Regions from separate parts of the Sus scrofa genome. Here region 2 is linked to region 1. Evidence: chromatin contacts called from public promoter capture Hi-C data. All regions are on one chromosome and are shown on one strand. The core of a region is the stretch at or near the end of the contact, and the rest is flanking DNA. Distances in the headings are between cores, read along the strand shown.

Region 1 (6,331 bases), core at 1,635-4,134:
ACCAAATCTTACAGAGTTTGACCTGTCCAGTATGGTGGGCACTAGCTACATGTGGCTATTCATATTTAGTTTAAATTTGTAAAAATAAAATGAACTTCCTCGATTGCACTAGCCACATTTCAAGTCCTCAATAGTCAAATGTGGCTAGTGCCTATAGTATTGGGCTATGCAAATACAGAAATATATAGAACATTTCTATAATTGTAGAAAGTTAAGTGGACAGTGCTGATATAGTGGGTCTGTAAATGTACAGCAGGAAAGTTTTATTAGTGCCAGGAAGATTCTTGGATGTCAGTGACTCTTGGAAAAATGAATTATGCTGTAAAATGACTTAAAATGTATTCTGTGATTTTTTTTTCTTGAACTTTTCATTTTGATGCAGGTACTATACTGATTAGAAATTGACTTCTTAGAAGGGAAAACTCACACTTTTGATTTTAGTATTTTCTTTGTAAGAAGTACTTGTGTGTCCACTCTTCCCTCGCCCCACTCTCCCCTCAAAAAAAGTGCATTTGGATTAAGTTTACTGAAGTTTTCCCTTTTGACAATATAGCAGATTGAAAGTACCCTGTCCTTGGTAACAGCTCTTGTGGATTGAGACCTAAAACAGGCAGTGTTGAGCATTTTGCATAAAATAATAGCTCATTCAATCCTCACATCAGCCCTGTGAAATAGGAATTGCTCTTCCTCAGAAAAAAGTTCCTGAGAACTGACGAGCTTGAGGCTAAGAAGCTAGCAAGTGCACAGACTAGGCTGGATTTTTTTTTTTTTTTTTTTTTTTTTTTTTTTTTGGCTGTACCCATGGGATGTGGAAGTTCCTGGGCCAGGGATTGAACACGCATCTCATGCACCTCAGCAACCTGAGCCACAGTAGTGACAGTGCTGGGTCCTGAACCTGCTGAGCCACAGGGGAACTCCCTAGGCTGGTGATTAAATCAGCCTCCACCTGAGCCCAAAACCTCAGTTCCTTTTCCCTGTATTGGATGTAAGAGTTATAAAGCTCTCTGTAGGTGTTTACATATGTTAGAACAGTGTTGGGCACAGAGTAAATGTTCCAGAAGTCTTTGCTATTATGACCATTGCACATTTTAAAATTCCCTGTGGTTAATAATCGCCTTGTTTTTCACATGCTTAGTTTTTTGGTATAAGTATCATTAATTTAATGTCAGTGTCTATGAGAAGTAAATCTCCTTTTTTTGTGTTCAAACACATCAAATACGCTCAATTTTATCTTTTCCCCCATTCTCCTCCAACCTGAATTGGTTACCTGAAAACAAATGTAATCACCCCATATGGTTCAGCTATAAATAATGTTTACAAAGTCATAATAATGTAAGTGTTTGATATTTTGAAAAATTATAATTACAAGATGGTGAAGTGTATGTATGAGGTGCAGTCCTTAAAAAGATCTGAAACCACAAATGAAGAGAAAGTATGTTATTTAGAAATACTTGGATTTTAGGGAAAAGATTTGGAAGTGGTTGCCTTCAGGGGCAGGGATAGATGGGATAGGAGAGAACTGTTTAGTATTTATGACAAATTCAAAAATGTTTTCAGTGCCTCCCATATGCCAGACATTGTTGTGGGAATTTGATTAGAAACAACAAGGAATCCTGTCTGATGAAGCTTACATTTTAAATTAAAAATAAACACTTACAAGTCTTGCACAAGTAAAATAAATTTTAAAAATAGTAATCAAAGAGCACCCCACAAGGGCTGGCAAATTTTAGTACTCAAGAGTTATCAGTCATAATTCCAAGTCCTCCAGCTGCTGTGTTGGAGAGCTTACTGGATGCCAGGCATTAGGCCAAGTGCTTTCTCAACTTCTCAATTTCTCCATACGACAAACATGGTATGAGGTAAGCATTGCTGTTACCCACATCGCTAATAACAACAACACAATTGGAAGGGGCTGGGATTTGGGCTCCATTTGTTCAAATGTGTAGTTGAAGCACCCAACCGCTACACTACTACGGCCATGAATAGGATAAAGCTGGAAATGTGGCAACTTGGTTGAATCTCAAGACTTCAGAGTGCTTGACTTTGGGCCCCAACAACATAAGTTTGGAATATATGAACTGGCAAGGAAGGACATAAGTGGCCATCAACCCAGAAGGAGCCTGGGAAATGGATTCTCCATCAAGCGATGAGCTTCAGTGTTGGAGATGACAATCATCATCTACAGAATCTTCACATTCTGAGGAAAGGGCATCAAACTGAGGCTGAGGTCTGGGACCTTCCCAGACGAAGAGTCAAACTGTCAGGATTATCTAGCCATCGAAATCGAGTCTGCTGAAGGCCTTCTATGGCAAGTCTCTTCCTGGGAGAGGTTAGAACTTCTGGTGGTTTGGATTATTGTAGGGAACGTGAGACGCAAGAGAGTGACAAGATGGGGATTGATTTGTTTGTTGGTTGGTTAGCCCTCCCCTCCTCTCCCCTCCCACAGCCTAGTTCTATGCATGGGAATGATGGAAGGATGCCAGTCCAGCGTCAACAGAAATCCTGTCCTTTCCGTTTCGTAACCTGAGAAAAGCAGGTTGAAGGGGTGGCGGAGGCAGACCAGTGATTTGCCAGAGGTCATACATAGTTAGTGGAACTGGATCGTCCAGGCTTCCAAAAGGGATCTTTCACTTTAGGAAATATGCTTCTATTTTAAGTTTTTGCCATGAACATACACTACTTTTATAATTCTATACGTACGCGTGTGTTTAAAGCCGGAAAGAGTCCGGAGAAAGCCAGTCATTCACGCCCCCCACGGTCCCGCGCAAGGCGGTGTCTGCCCCGCCCCATCCCGCAGGCTCCGGTTCGAGACACGCCCACAGGGATCCGGAAAAACCCGGACCCGCCAGTCTGCGTTGCCTTGGGCGCCGAATTGCCGAGCGTGCGCAGAAGGCGATGGGGGCGCATGCGCCGTGGAGGCCGCAACCCCGCGGAGCGGCGTACGCGCCAGCCTCTGAGGCTCGCGTAGGCCTGGCGGGGCCTCGGGCATGGCGGCCAGCCTGTGGATGGGCGACGTGAGTTGGGGCGGCCGCCCGGTTCAGCGGAGGAGAAATATAGTGTCACGAGGGCAAAAGGGTCTGAAGAGAAGGGGTCCTCGGCTCTCAAGAGGGTGGCAGTGAATGGGGAGGGGAGTTCTCAGTGGTGCCAAAGCAAGTCCCAGCGTGTAGGTGAAGGGGCCGGGTCTGAGGGGGAGGGGTCCTCGGATCCCAAAAGGGTGGAAGAGAATGAGGAGAGTTGTTTTAGTGATGCCGAAGCAGGCCCTAGCATCTAGGTGCGGGGGCTGATTCGGAGGGGGAGGGGTCGTGGGGCCCAGCCCAGCCTGGATTCTGGGGAGGGAAAAAGGGAGGGTCTTTGCGTGGATAGAATGGGAAGAATCCCAAGGATTGAAGTGCGCCTTGGTTCGAGGACTGCAGGAATGGGGTTCCTAAATCCAAGGGGGAGGCTTCCTAAAAGGAGCAGCCTTGAAGGGAAGGAAGGCAAGAGGCTGGGAACGCCGGAGTGGATGGAAACCTCTTCACCCTCACCCTACTCCTGCCCGCAGCGTGCACCCAACCCTGGACTGAGCAGGGAGGGGCTCCGGATCCGGGAATGAGGAGCCTGGGTACTGACCTGAACTGCTCTGCTCTTATATTTGCGCAGCTGGAGCCCTACATGGATGAGAACTTCATCTCCAGAGCCTTTGCCACCATGGGAGAGACTGTGATGAGCGTCAAAATTATCCGAAATCGCCTCACTGGGTATGTTCTCTCCTCCCCTCTTGTCTTCTCAGTTCTCCCTTAGTAGATCAACTGCAGGTGTCATTCAGAAGGTAAACATCCTTCGGAGAGTCAGAGGCTTCTCACCCCTAATAATAATTATTACAGGAGTTCCCATCGTGGCGCAGTGGTTAACGAATCCGACTAGGAACCATGAGGTTGCGGGTTCGGTCCCTGCCCTTGCTCAGTGGGTTAACGATCCGGCGTTGCCGTGAGCTGTGGTGTAGGTCGCAGACGAGGCTCGGATCCCGCGTTGCTGTGGCTCTGGCGTAGGCCGGTGGCTACAGCTCCGATTAAACCCCTAGCCTGGGAACCTCCATATGCCGCGGGAGCAGCCCAAGAAATAGCAACAACAACAACAACAAAAGACAAAAAAAAAAAAAATAATAATAATTATTACAATGATATAAATTCTAACATTTCAGGGCTTATTGAGAGGAAGTATAATGTGTTGCTGACTCTGGAGCCAGAGTGGGTTTGAACGCTCTGTGTGCTGTGTGACCTTGAGCAAGTTACTCAGCCTCTCCCTGTCCTTCACCATAAAAATGGAGATAATAATAGCACCTACCTCATAGAGTTCTGATGAGGACTAAGTGCCATTAATTCCCATTCAGCATTTAGAACAGTGTTTGGCATATGGTATATGCTTGGTAAATATAAACAGATCATGATCTGCTGGGTAATAAGCATTTCAAAATCACAAAAACCCCTGAGCTAGGTACTATTATTAGAGAAGCATAGTAACTGTCTTAAAGTTACGCAGCTGTTAAATGAGAAGCCAAGACTCTAATTCAGGTCTGTTTTCAAAGCTCATGTGTGCCCATAACTCTTGTGTAAGACACTGCTACATGCCAGGGTTCTAGATTCCCAAAATATATGACTGAAACAAGCCAGATGCAGTCATTTCTCTCCTACATTCTACATTCTAACAGGGGAATGAGACTGTAAATATGTAAACAAGACAAAATGCAGAATAGATTTCCATATAATAGTGCTCTTATTTATTGCCTCCAGTTTCTTCTTTCTCTTTGAGGGTCGTAGGTTTCCTTAGGGTTCTAGTTAGAAATAACAGGATTCCTTATCAATCTGACAGTGTTTATCAAGTGTCTACTCTGTGCCAAGTACTAAAGCAGCGTGCTAAAAACATCAAGTAATTGAAAAATACAGATGAGAGATTTGAAATGTGGCCAACTCTAAAGTACTTTGTTTTGTTTTGTTTTTTTCTAGGGCTGCACCCGCGGCATATGGAGGTTCCCAGGCTACAGGTCTAATCGGAGCTGTAGCCGCCGGCCTACACCACAGCCACAGCAACTTGGGATCGATCCAAGCCAAGTCTGCCACCTACACCACAGCTCACGGCAGCGCCAGATCCTTAACCCACTGAGCAAGGCCAGGGATTGAACCCGCAACCTCATGGTTCCTAGTCGGATTCAATAACCACTGAGCCACAACGAGAACTCCCTGGTGAACGAATACTTTATGTATTCAGAACCCCGGTACCCAGGGGCCAGTTTTCTGAATGATAGATCATGCTGGCCTAGGTATTTTTCTTCTTGCTTTTGTAGACAAGAAAACACTGATAGTAGGCTACTTGCATAAAAATACATTCTGTAGTACTTTATATTTTTTAAAACATTGACATAGTTTCTCATGTTTTCATGTTTATTGAAATAAGGTTTGCAACTAGTCTTTCCTACCCTTGATTGCTAAACTCTGGCCGTTTCTTATGGTGGCACTTACAGACACATTATATGTGCATTCTGCTTCATATGACAAAGACTTAAAATCAGCAGCGTCTTGGGAGCCCTGGGGCATAGGTTCTGTCCACAGCCTGGTGCGGTATGTTAAGGATCCTGTTGTCGAAGCTGAAGCTTAGGTCACAACTATGGCTCAGATCGGGATCGCTGGCTCAGGAGCTCCATATACCGTGGGGTGACCAAAAAAGAAAAAAGTGTTTAAAAGGATAAATTTTATGTAATGTGTGTGTGTATGTACATATACATTTGTTTTGTCTTTTTGTCTTTCTAGAGCGCGGCACATGGAGATTCCCAGGCTAGGGGTCTAATCGCAGCTGTTGCTGCTGTTGCTGCTGCTGCCGCCAGCCTATGCAAGAGCCACAGCAACGCCAGATCCGAGCTGCATCTTCAAGCTACACCACAGCTTAAGGCAAGGCCAGATCCTTAACCCACTGAGCAAGGCCAGGGATCGAACCCGAAAACTCATGGTTCCTAGTCGGATTCGTTTCCGCTGCACCACGATGGGAACTCCATGTAATGTATATTTAACCACAATTTTGAAAACTCAACAAAGAGGAAAAAAAGAATGCAGTCCCAGGTGGAGCAACCACACGTCTCATCTCTGATGGGACTTTAAAATGGTATAACCCTTGGGGGCAAGTGTCTGGCAGTTTCTCATATACACATCTAGTCCTATGGCCCAGCAGATCTAGTCCTAGGTATTTACCCAAGACAAAGGAAAGCATGTTTCCACCAAAAAAGGGCTTGAAAAAGAATGTGCATAGCAGGGAGTTCCCGACATGGGGCAGTGGTTAACGAATCTGACTAGGAACCATGAGG
Region 2 (6,493 bases), core at 1,007-3,506, 36 kb after region 1:
ACGCGCTGAGCAGAAAGGCTTCTGGGACGCCTGGTTTCAAACTGCCTTTCAAGTTGTTTCATGCCTCTCTGCCTTTGCCCAGCTGCCCCTGCCTGGAGTGCCCCTCCTTCTGACCTCCCCAGCTCCCGCTTGTCCTTGGAGACCCAGCATGACCTCCTCCAAGAGGTCTCCTCTGACTCAGTAGCCGCCCCCCCCCACCCCAGTCCAGCTTTGTTATGGTGTTTGAATGAATAATGAGTGAATGAACGAATGAATAGCACTTATCCACTTTTATTCATTCATTCAAGCACAAATATTCACCAAATTCCTACTTTGTGCCAAGCACTGAAGATAAAGCCATTGGTCCTTATCCCCAGGGGGCCTGAGCCTAGAAGGGAGGCAGACGTTACACTGGACAGAAGGGTCTGTGACCTTAGTCGGAGAGGGGCTTCCTGAGGACAGAGATCTAACCTGAGGCCTGAAGTAGGGGTTGCTTACCCTTTGAAGAGCGGGAGAGGAGTGTTCCCGGCGGAGGGCTGAGAAGAGGGAAGATGGTCAGCATGGCTGGAGCTCAGAGCGCCAGTGGTGGGTAAAGAAGGCATGGGGGTGGAGAGCGGGGGAATTCGCACAGGCCTAATGCAACAAGTATTTTTCCAGCTGAGCAGAGCAAGGGGAGGAGAACATCCCAATGGAAGAATCCGCAGGGCATGTGGGAGTGGAGCAGACTCTCCTGGTTTGGGCAAAGCTGGCAGGAAGGATTCCTTTCCCAACACCCCCCCTCCCCATCTGATGCTCCTCTCTCTCCTTCTGGAAGTCAGGGATAAGCAGACTTGAGCCCCTATAGGCACTACTATTTAAGTGGCCAAAGGCCAGGATTACTAGGAGACCCCACAAAAGGGCTTCTCAGTGATTTATTTAGAGGTAGGTACAAGAAAACCTGGGCCTTCCCTAGTCCCCAGCCTATCCAGCCAGAAACAGACTGGGAAGCTAGTCTCAATCTTCCATGCTAGTGATTTTAGATTGGTTACTTAACTTCTCTGAGCCTCAGTTTCCTCATCTGTAAAAAACTGGGCAGACTAACATCTACTCACAAGGTTATATAAGGAGGAAATGTGATGATGTGACGGTTTGTTTTAGGGAGAACTGCTCCCTACTGCCAGTTTGCCAAAACAAGTTAAACTGGTAACTACCATCCACAGTGGGACAGTGGGATTAAACGTATAGACAAGCTGTTTGGGACCAGCCAGAACTCCCTGAAATCCTGAGTGTCCAGAAGATCAGACTGAAAATTATGGAGTGGATCTTGGATACAGATGTGGTTGCCTTCCTCTCGCCCCTAACCCAAGTGGGACCCGATGACTTTGTCTGGTCCTTTGGGAATTTGCTTTGCAGTCCCCTTTAGTGGCATCAAAGGGATAGTGAAGGGGGAAAAAAATCTAAGAAGTTCCCATGTGATGCAGTGGGTTAAGGATCCAGCATTGCCGCAGCTGTGGGGCAGGTTACAACTGCATGGGTTTGATCCCTGGCCCAGGAACTTCCACAAGTCCGAGTTCTGCTGTGACCTGAGACAAGTCACACATCTAAGCCTCCATCTCCTTAGCTCTAAAATGGACACACTACGGCCTTCTCAAAGCATTGCTGTCCCAAAGCATTAGGAACTGACCATCTGGCCTCATAAATGTTAGCTGTCCTGTCCACAGCCAATTGCCCTTCCTCTGGAATTGCAGTTGTACCCTGCCTCTTCTACCCCACTGTGTCCAGGTCCCTCTCTGGGGCCCAGCACAGGCAGGCAGGGAGGAAGCAATAGGGACTGCTGAACATTGAACCCGAACATTGAACACAAGGCCCCAGACCAGGCCAGTGGGGCTCCAGGAAAGGGGCACGTGGGTGGGGAAAGAGCACCTATAAATGATCAACTTTCTTGAGTGGTGTCTCCAGGTCCAGCAGCGGGGGCCCTACTGGGAGACTAACAGAGAGTGGGGGCTGCAGAGAGAAACCATCCCAACAATGAGAAGTGGATGCTCTGGCGCTGTTAGATTCAGGTCAGTGCAAGTCTGATTCTCCCTAGTCCTCCTCCCCACATTATCTAGTTTAATTTTTTCATCTTGTGAAGTAGGGATTATTATCCCCATTTTACAGAGGAGGAATCTGAAGTCCAGAGTGAGGAATTGACTTGCCCAGGTGTTTCCTCGGGTTTGGGTTCCTCCAGGTCCTTTTCCTTGGTGCCAAAGACGCTGGTCAGGGTGGCTGCACACGGCCCGGGGGCGGGGCCCGAGGAGGGGGCGGGGCTGGGGGCGGAGCCGCAGGGCGCGGCCCGGACAGTCGGTCTCCCGGCCGGAGGGAGCCACGACGCCGGCCATGGAGGCTGGGGGCTTCCGCTACCAGTTTCGGATCGCGCTGCTGGGGGACACGGCTGTGGGCAAGACGTCGTTGCTGCGGCGCTACGTGGCGGACGCGCCTTGGATACCAGAGCCCGAGCCGGAGCTCGAGTCGGCGCCCACGGTGGGCGTCGAGTTCTACAGCCGCACTCTACAGCTGCGGGCCGGGCCGCGCGTCAAGCTGCAGCTTTGGGACACTGCGGGCCAGGAGCGCTTCAGGTGCGCGGTGGGGGCAGGGCTGGGGCGGAGTGGGGTGGAGGTGGGGCGGGAGAGGGACCTCTGGTTGGGGCGGCTCAATGCCTGTCCCCCTGACCATGGAGGTGGTCAGTCGCAGTGGCCCAAGTAGAGATCTGGGGGTCCCCATCCTGGATCTGAGTCCTTCACTTTTTTTTTTTTTTTTTCTCTTAGGGCCACACCCCCGTCATATGGAGGTTCCCAGGCTAGGGGTTGAATCGGAGCTGTAGCTGTTGACCTAGGCTATAGCCACAGCCACAGCAACACAGGATCCGACCTACACCACAGATCGCGGCAGTGCGAGATCCTTAACCCACTGAGTGAGGCCAGGGATCAAACCCATGTCCTCCACGGGAGTTCCTATAAGTCCTTCACTCTTGAGCCATTCATCCTGCAAACACAGCCTCTGAGCCCAATACCTGAGACCTGGTGCCCTGCCCCAGAGGAAAGTTTTGACATTGAATTTGGAGGGATGAATGACCTGGGTGTTGAAAAGCCCATAGGAGCAGAGAGAGGGAGGTGTCAAGGAGATGCGAAAGGAAGAGAGATTTGTGTTGGCGATACAGGATGCATAGGAGTTTGCCAGCCAGAGAATGGGGAAACAAAACCTGCAATCGGAAAAACATCAAGAATGCAGAAATGGTCAGGAGAGTATGGAAATCAAAACCGCTCCTTTAGAGTTCCCATCATGGCTCACTGGAAATGAATCTGACTAGCATCCACGAGGACATAGGTTCGATCCCTGGCCTTGGTCAGTGGGTTAAGGATCCAGCGCTGCCATGAGCTGTGGTGTAGGTCACAGACATGGGGGGGATCTGGTGTTGCTGTGTCTGTGGTGTAGGCTGGTGACTACAGCTTTGATTTGACACCTCGCCTGGGAACCTCCATGTGCTGCAAGGGCAGCCCTAAAAAGGAAAAAAAAAAAAAAAAAAAAAAAAAAAAACCCTGCTCCCTAAGTGGGGAGCACACAGTTACTTGGGAGAGACAGATGCTGGGGAAAAGACTCACAGGGCAGTGTGAGATGAGCTATAATGGGGAGTGTGAAGCAGTCAGTGGATGAAAGGAGTCCTGCCTCTGGGGTGTCTTGAAGGTGTCTCATAACTTACTCCCTCCACCATCAGGTGCATCACCAGGTCCTTTTACCGGAATGTGGTGGGTGTCCTGCTGGTCTTTGATGTGACAAACAGGAAGTCCTTTGAACATATCCGAGACTGGCACCAGGAGGTCATGGCCACTCAGGGCCCCGACAAGGCGATCTTCCTGCTGGTTGGCCACAAGAGTGACCTGCAGAGCATGCGATGTGTCTCAGCCCAGGAGGCGGAAGAGCTGGCTGCCTCCCTGGGCATGGCCTTCGTGGAGACCTCCGCCAAAAATAACTGCAATGTGGATCTGGCCTTCAACACCGTTGCTGATGCCATCCAGCAGGCCCTGCAGCAGGGGGACATCAAGCTGGAGGAGGACTGGGGGGGTGTCCGGCTCATCAACACCCAACCCCCCAGGCCCCTCAGCAGGAAGCAGCATCCGGGCCCATGCCAGTGTTGACTCTGGGAGGGAAAGGGTTAAAGCAGCGCTGCCCTCAGAAGGCCTGGGGGGATGGAGAGTGTTAATATCTCTCGGGAGGGCAAATGGCAGAATCTGTCCAGACAGTTAATATATACAGTATCCTGGCACAGTCACGCTTCTTGGATTTTAGGGTCTCAGAGCTCAGCCCCTTTCCACCAGAAAGGTCTAAAAGGCCAGGTGTGCAGCTTCCTGTCCTTAAGCCTGTTTCCTCCAGCAAGAGGAGCTCATAAAAGACCTCACCTCACAGGGGGTTGAGGGCATGAACGGGTGGCATATGCTCAGCCAGGGCCTCCCACACTGTGAGGATGGAACGGCGAGAACTGTCATCACTGCTCTTTCTTGGCTTGGATGTGGCCATTTTTGGCAGTGTCCCTGGACTTGGACGCTGAGCCGCTCAGCGTGTGGACACTCCCGCACAGGTGAGAACAGGTACAGGGAATCTTAGGCTTTGTCAGCCTTGGAGCCTGGATGAAAAAGTGTGCCCTCAAACCCAGGTTGCTGCTCAGTGTCCCTACTCCATGGCCAGGGGCTGGATCTGGATCTGGATCTGGGAGGCAGGGATGAACGTGAACAGCTCCTGTGTTGGGCACACAGTGGACATGGGGATTAGCCACCAAGATCTCCCTCAGGGGGCTGAAGAACCCATAGCCCCCTCCCCACCGTACCTCTCAGCTCCTGGGAGTGCTGCCTGGGGTGTAGCTCAGTTCACTCTGGGAACTGCCTGACCATGGGGGCAGCCCACATCCAGTGTCAATCTATTAAATCTATTGGTGGGGGGAGTGTTCAAAAGCCTGACCCCCTTGCCCTGACTCTAAACATCTCTGAAGATTGAACCTAGCTTCATCACTCCATGCTGTCAGTTGAGGCCACTGTTTGGACATCACAGCTAAATTCTTCTGCTAGAGTTCCTGTCGTGGCTCAGGGGTAACAAACCCTACTAGTATCCATGAGGATGCAGGTTTGATCCCTGGCCTTGCTCAGTGGGTTAAGGATCTGGCGTTGCTGTGAGCTGTGGTGTAGGTTGCAGACACAGTTCAGATCTGGTGGTGGTGTGGCTGTGGCCAGCAGCTCCAGCTCCAGTTGGACCCCTAGCCTGGGAACTTCCATATACCACAGGTACAGCCCTAAAAAAAAAAAAGGCAAAAAAGTATAGTAAATAATATATATATATATATATAGGAGTTCCCATTGTGGCACAGTGGTTAACGAATCCGACTAGGAACCATGAGGTTGCGGGTTCGATCCCTGGCCTTGCTCAGTGGGTTAATGATCCAGCGTTGCTGTGAGCTGTGGTGTAGGTTGCAGACGCGGCTCGGATCCTGCGTTGCTGTGGCTCTGGCGTAGGCCAGCGGCTGCAGCTCCAATTCAACCCCTAGCCTGGGAACCTCCATGGCTGCAGCCCTAGAAAAGGCAAAAAGAAAAACAAACAAACAAACAAAAAATATATATAAATTATCCTGTTCAATCTTGCTTCCCTCCTTTCCTCCCTCTAAGCAGGTGTTGATCTCAAGAAACCCCTGGAGTTCCCTTATGGCACAGCAGCTTAGGGATCCATTGTCGTCACTGCAGTGTCTCTGGTTGCTGCTGTGGCATGAGTTCACTTCCATACTTCCATGTGCCACAGAATCCCTAATAATATGAGTGAATGGTTGCCACACAGCATAGTACCCAGAGTCCGTCCTTTGTACCTGACATCGTACCTGACACTGTTAGGCTGGAATTGAAGTGGTTTTTTAAGTTTTCACACACACACAGAATCCCCTAATAAAAGTCTGAACACTGGAGTTCCCATTGTGGCTCAGTGGTTACAAACCTGACTAGTATCCATGAGCATGCAGGTTTGATCCCTGGCCTCTATCAGTGGGTTAAGGATCCCTGGTCACCATGAACTCTGATATAGGTCACAGATGCAGCTTGGATCTGGTGTGGCTGTGGTGTAGGGCGGCAGCTGTAGCTCTGATTCGACCCCTATCCTGGGAACTTCCATATGCCACAAGTACGGCCCGGAAAAAAAGAGACTGCACACTCATACCCACCTTAGAATTTGTCTCCTGGGGAACTTGCAGCTGAAACTGCTAGGCACAAAATTTCCACTGGCAATGTGTAAGGCTTTAGGGAGGGAAGAATCTTAGCAGGTATAGAGGGGGTCATTTAACTCACTTTGTGACCTGGAGCCAGTTACTCTACCTCCTTTAGTCTCAGATTCCTCCTCAGCAACCTGTGACTGCAAATCCCTCCTTCTTAGGATTCTTGGGAAGTTTTCAATGAAGATGAGTTTCTTAGCTTCCTCCCCATGGCAACTAGGCCAGGGTGGGCCTCTCTGTTCTGCCTCCTCTTTT

The links. Promoter capture Hi-C pulls out the DNA fragments that hold promoters and counts their contacts.
Region 2: a contact with region 1 is called in a promoter capture Hi-C map of fetal liver, with 2.0 times the contacts expected there. The contact joins the promoter of RAB42 here to the promoter of TRNAU1AP in region 1. A contact is called at or near these places in 1 of 5 promoter capture datasets (fetal liver), 6 of 47 Hi-C or Micro-C datasets (embryonic fibroblasts, fetal liver, fibroblasts and 2 more) and 2 of 2 datasets of contacts at active chromatin or transcription factors (alveolar macrophages and skeletal muscle).

Annotation. Positions count from the first base shown.
Region 1 is chr6:85,564,546-85,570,876 of Sscrofa11.1, forward strand. It overlaps TRNAU1AP (tRNA selenocysteine 1-associated protein 1), which reads left to right and starts at 2,885. Exons shown (of 8, transcript XM_005665150.3): 1 at 2,885-3,014; 2 at 3,640-3,737. The coding sequence starts at 2,988. RCC1 (regulator of chromosome condensation) reads left to right here. Exons shown (of 11, transcript XM_005665141.3): 11 at 1-1,316.
Region 2 is chr6:85,600,783-85,607,275 of Sscrofa11.1, forward strand. It overlaps RAB42 (putative Ras-related protein Rab-42), which reads left to right and starts at 2,257. Exons shown (of 2, transcript XM_003356245.4): 1 at 2,257-2,576; 2 at 3,713-4,263. The coding sequence starts at 2,338. The coding sequence ends at 4,133.